Linked DNA regions of Xenopus tropicalis: region 2 is linked to region 1. A link is a contact called in public Hi-C data. All regions are on one chromosome and are shown on one strand. The core of a region is the stretch at or near the end of the contact, and the rest is flanking DNA. Distances in the headings are between cores, read along the strand shown.

What was found. Hi-C and Micro-C count contacts between places; a contact is called where the count stands out from the background.
Region 2: a contact with region 1 is called in a Hi-C map of neurula embryo, with 6 times the contacts expected there. The contact joins the promoter of tle1 here to the promoter of tle4 in region 1. A contact is called at or near these places in 2 of 5 Hi-C or Micro-C datasets (brain and neurula embryo).

The regions. Positions count from the first base shown.
Region 1 is chr1:133,016,252-133,018,994 of UCB_Xtro_10.0, reverse strand. It overlaps tle4 (transducin like enhancer of split 4), which reads right to left and starts at 1,401. Exons shown (of 20, transcript NM_001170501.1): 1 at 568-1,401. The coding sequence starts at 615. LOC105948580 (a long non-coding RNA gene) reads left to right here and starts at 1,652. Exons shown (of 3, transcript XR_001923945.2): 1 at 1,652-2,743.
Region 2 is chr1:133,480,294-133,483,036 of UCB_Xtro_10.0, reverse strand. It overlaps tle1 (transducin like enhancer of split 1), which reads left to right and starts at 1,419. Exons shown (of 20, transcript NM_001170503.1): 1 at 1,419-2,267. The coding sequence starts at 2,244.

The DNA.
Region 1 (2,743 bases), core at 152-2,651:
GCGGCTGGGAGATGAGGTAACTGCAAATCACACACACTGCAAATGAAAGGCAGGGAACAAAGAAAGGCTAGAAAGTCACAAAAAGGGGGGGACGACAGAGTACAGAACTGGAGTAGCAATCCGTGTGGCTCCCCAGCAGTTAACTAAACACCCCAAGCACCCCTGCATGCTGACATGTTTTTCTACTGGCGAGAGCTAAATACAAGAGTATCCTACGTGGAAGTGTAAAAGAGGGAAGGGATTCATTAATTCCGAGACAGGATTGGGGGGGGGGGGGGGGGGGGGAGCAGGCGGTTAAACATGCTCTTTTTTTTAGAATCAAAACAAACAAATTCAGGGCTGTCAACCCTTGAAGTACCACAACTAAAGGGTTTAGAAGATGGCCAACCTGCAGCACTCCACTGTAGCCAGACTACAACTCCCAGCATCACCCAAAAGCCTTTCTTAAGGAGTTGCACTTCGGCCACAGCTGGAGGTCAAGAGGAGGAAATGGAGATGACAGTGTGTGTGTGTGTGTGTCCTCCTCCTCCCCTCCCAGCTTCTATCCTGTGTTGTCCAACTACTCACCGCCGGGTGCCTGGTCTGGGGGTACATCTTGCTCAAGTCTCGAATCATCCAAGCCGCTGGGGAGGTTCCTGGCCCAGAGCACTGAGGGTCATGGACTAATTGCAGGAGGCCACGGGAGGGGTGAGTGGGAAGAGCCCCCAGCACAAAGGGAGGGTGGAGGCTTGGAATCCAGCTAATTGTGCTGCTCACTGAGGCTGTAGCCCCGGACTCCTTGTGTTAATAGTAAGCCTAATGCAGCTCAGCCCCAGGCAAGACCTGCTCCCCCGACCGAACCCTTACACATCCCACAGGAAGCGGCTGTCACGCGTGGAATCTCATTATCCGCAAGCCGCCTTAATCTTTTCCACCCTCGCTCCGGGATCCACGGGGTGAGACCTGCCCCAGGAAACAGGGGCCAATCCAGGGGCCCCGAAAGAGCCGAGATCCAGAGCCAGGCTCCCGTGAAACAAACAAAGCAGCAGCCTCCTCACAGCAACTTTCCGACGAGTCCCTTCCCACGGTGCGCCCCGCTCTGACACCAACTTATTCCTGGGCAGATGCAGTCAGTCAGACCGGCCCTGTTCCCTCCCGCTGGGCTTCCTCTTTAGCTGCTCTTTGCACACCTCTTACTTCTTCCCCACCAGGTTATCGTACTCGCTTTCTCCTTTCAGACGAGCTCCGGTGATTTCCCACTTCCGTCTCTCTCATCCGATCGACAACCGCGCACTTTTGTTGCGGGGAGAGGAGGTGGGTAGGTTGTGGAACCAGAAAGACAATCCAAGGTTTGGTAGCAAAATTATAAATAAATAAACCAGGCAGCCAGAGTGCCGTTCCGAGCAGCTCCCACACCGCGATCTGTGTAGGTGACTTCTATGACCAAATTTAGCAGCAGCAAATCATTAACATTCTGATACATATTCACAACATTGAGGCGAAAGCGCTTGGCCCTGCTGGGAGATGTAGTCCAGAAATGTTTCCTGTTCGCTTTAAAGACGAGCAAACAAACAGCAATTCCCGTGAACCCTAGCGCCGCTTAGTACCGCCCAAGGACGCCACGGACGGGGTCCATGATACCCAATAGAAAGCATAGGAACGTTAATCGCCACTCTCCCAATGATGCCCATCATTGTCAGTCTAGCCAATGACGATAGAGCAGTACGCCCCTGTCACTTGCTTTCCCCCACGTGGGGTCAAAACGTATCCGATTCATTCTTCTCCTCTTTGCCCTCATGGTATTAGCGAATCAGAACGCGAGACACTTGGAACTCCGCCTTGGGCGGTGTGGTAATGGGGAACTGGGGTTGGAGTTTCTCATAACGAGCGTTCGAACAGGGGAAACATTTGTCCGGCTGTCAATCAAAGTAACGTGGGGCTGATGCTCGCTGCTAGTTTGTGGATGAGACGCTGCTGCTCTGTGTGGCAATCTGTGGTGAAAACAAGCATGGAGGCATGAGGAGGGAGAGCTTGTACTCTCTTACATTACCGCACGGCCTCCTCCCTCCCTTTACTCCCTTGTCCTATGTTAGCTATCACCCACATCAAGGAATGCTGGCTAATTAGGGGCCAATGTCTCCTTAAAGAGACAAGAGCAGCCTTGTGCAGCTTTGCTAAGTGAAGGGAGGGATGTGGATGCACACAGCACTTCCCTTGGCTCATACCAATTTTACGCACCAGTGGAGCTGGCATAATTTTCTTGTGAAAAAGAGGGGGTGGAGGGAAAAGCTGTTCTATGCTATTTCCAGACGCTATGTGCCTTTCGGATGGCTGAGCCTTCCATCCACATGCAAAACGCAATTCTGCGCCTCATTGCGCTCCCCCGTATGGCTATGGTACATTGGGCAGCGCTTTTTTGGGGGTGTTTATACGATTCGTAGCCCATCACTCGGCTCCTTATCACATGGGATGTAATAAAGGATGCTAACAAATTAATTCATATTTAAATGACCCAAAAAAAATGGAAAGCAATGCAAGTTGTTGTTTTATCATGTTTTCTTTGTTTGCTTGATGTATCTGTGCTGCTTATAAAGTGCTAATATACTTATCATTTTAATGCACTGGTGCTCAGGCACCCTGTATCTGCGATTACATATAAATGCCTATGAACCTTTTATGGTTGTAGGGTACAGCAGGTGTAAGTTAGGGCTCCTCTTTCCTTTCATTAACCACATAGGTTAATTAGCTGTTAATATAATATACC
Region 2 (2,743 bases), core at 170-2,669, 460 kb before region 1:
CCATGTATGGGCGTCAAATTATGATTGCTCTGTAAGTAGTGACCGGGGCTCAGTTATATTTTAGGAAGGGTTGAAAATCCTGTTAACAGAAGAGTGCACTGTGGACATGGTCCATAAATACTACGTCTACATGGGCCACCCATGTGATCTATCATTAGCCTGGGAATTGACAGCAAGATCAGTCTGATAAGCCCTGCCACTTCTGTGACCAAACGAGGTAAAGATGTGCTTGATTGGTGGCCTAAGCAATGAAGCAGATCTAGCTGCAATAAGCCAGCCTTGGTCACACACGAGTAGATCAGGTCTGATTTCAAGTATCGGAGAACTTTCTAAGCTGAACCTATGGTGTACCCAGCGAATCAGACTGGGCCAGACTCTTGCCTATCATCTGTATATAATATATGGAGGCAAGGGTCACCTTAATGGAAAAAAAGTCTGAAGTGTGAACAAACCTTTAAAATGTTTACTTTACCCAACCCAGCAATGTCATGTGAAAAATGAAATACAACGTGACTAGCTACATTTCCAGGTTTGAGGAATCGGTTAAACTCAATGGGTCTCATTTACTTACGGTGGGCAAATTTGCCCTGGTGCAATAACCCTTGGCAACCAATCAAATTTTTGCTTCCATTATTGTTCCTACGGCTGTCTGAACATAGCTAATCATCACTGTTGGCTATGGGTTATTGCCCAAGTGCAAATGTGCTGCCAGTAAATGACCCCTAGTGGAACTATTTAGTCCACAGAAGAATCAATACTAAATACAGTAAGCAATAAATATAGGTTCCCATACACCGAATGAGGCAACATTAGCCTAGCAGCACTACAGAAGAATAACTCTAGAGACATCCAGTGCAGCTAAAGAAGGCAATATATACACTGACCCCAATACTTTTTATGCGCTTGCCACCCATGTGGCTGCTTCCCAAGACGAGTACATATTTAATTGCTTTGGTGAGGCACGAAGAACATTACGAAAGCAGCTCGCAGCCATCTCCCATCCCATCTAAATGGAAGCACGTAGCATGCCTTACCACAGAAATCCTCCCATAGATTTTAGCATTATAAACACACACACACGCTGCATGACGCTCTAGAACCCACGTTACTTTGATTGACAGCCGAACAGCTACTTCTCCATCCTGCCGCCCTTCCCACTTTTCCTGCCATTCAGCCCCTCCCTCTATTAATCTGATTGGTCCACCGCGGCGCCCTGAAGCCCGGGTGGAAGGTTTCCGCAGGAACGACAACGGGAAGGTCTCTATTGGCTCGGACACTGAGGCGACGTCAGGATACCACGTTGGACTGTGAAGAAGCGATTGGCTTCGGCGCGGATAGCCTTCTCAATGTGTGGGAGGGGCAGAGCTCTGGTTAGTTGGAGGAGTGTGAAACCGCGTGTTAATGTAACCAGTTGTGGAGAGGCGAGGCCGGCCTGAGACATTGTGTCCCGTGAGCTGACATCGAACGGCCCTAGCCAGCTGCAAGTTTCCGCTCGGCGCGGCCTGCAGGATATAGCCGTCTACTGCTCGGGCGTTGCACGTCCACACGGAGGGGCCACTTTCTCTTTCCCGTGCACTTTCCGGGACTGTAGTGTGCGGGGCTTGCTGTGCGGATCACTTTGGGGATTGTTGTGTGTGGGGGTTCATCGCTTGTGTGTGGAGACAGCAGAAGCCGGAACCGCTGACAAGCGCACCAAACTAGGGGGGCTTTTATTGTGCGTGTCTCCTAAAGGATTTCCCCATCTGGATATTTATTGGTTCCTGCCGGTGTTTCCCGGGGCCACATCCTGCTCCCAAGCAGCGCCGAGTGCTGAGGCTTTTGTTCCCATCACCACCTTACCATAATGCCCTGGGGCTGCTGAGCCCTGCGGGAGGCGCACTTGCGCTGCGGGGGATTTATACCTCATGGTCACTGGCTGCTTTTATTCTCCTCGCTGTGGGATCTGTGCAGAAGGGGGTGGGGAGCCCTCCAACCTGCTAAGTTGACTGGGAAAGTTTGCTGTGTGGCAGCGCCGAGTGGGCTCACCGGGGGTGCTGGGAAGGAGCTTCACACAAAGGACGGGAGAATAAAGGAGGCGGCAGGATGCTGCTGTAGTAGGGCGGCCCATTACCCCCCACCCCCCGCTTCCTTGTCTTCCCCCATTCAGCAGGACACACCGACACTAACAATCCGCCTGGGCAGGGATTCCGAGCAAGCGGGCGAGAATTGAGCTTCCAAGGGGCAAGGCGGCGGCAGGGAGAGCCATGTTTCCACAAAGCAGGCACCCGGTGAGTTCTGTGCCTGTGCTCTGTCTCCTGCTCTTTGTACTTGCGCACACTCCCCTTGTGTCTGCTGAAGGGCCCTGCATGTCCTGGGCTGGATCTGCTGCTAGAGCACCTCAACACTTTTTGTTGCTGCACTACAACTCCCTGCATCCTCCCCAGATGTAGTCCCATAACTGGAGGGACCAAGTTACTTCCTGCCAGTGGTGGTACCTCGTTTCATTTCGATGGTGCTTTCGGATCCTTTGTTTTTTTTTTTTGCCCCCCACCCCCCACTTAGTGTTTCATCTTTAGTGTAAATGAAATGTTATGTACGTTTGTTTGATCTACACGGATGGCCTGTGAGTAGGCCGTGTCCCCACGTGGGGGAGATCACCGCCCCATGTCAGTCTGCTGCCCCCTAGACAGTGTAGTGGGGAAGGGAACCATTGTCTCTGCTGTCTTTAAACTCAACCCTTGTGGTTGGAGAAAAGAAACTCAAA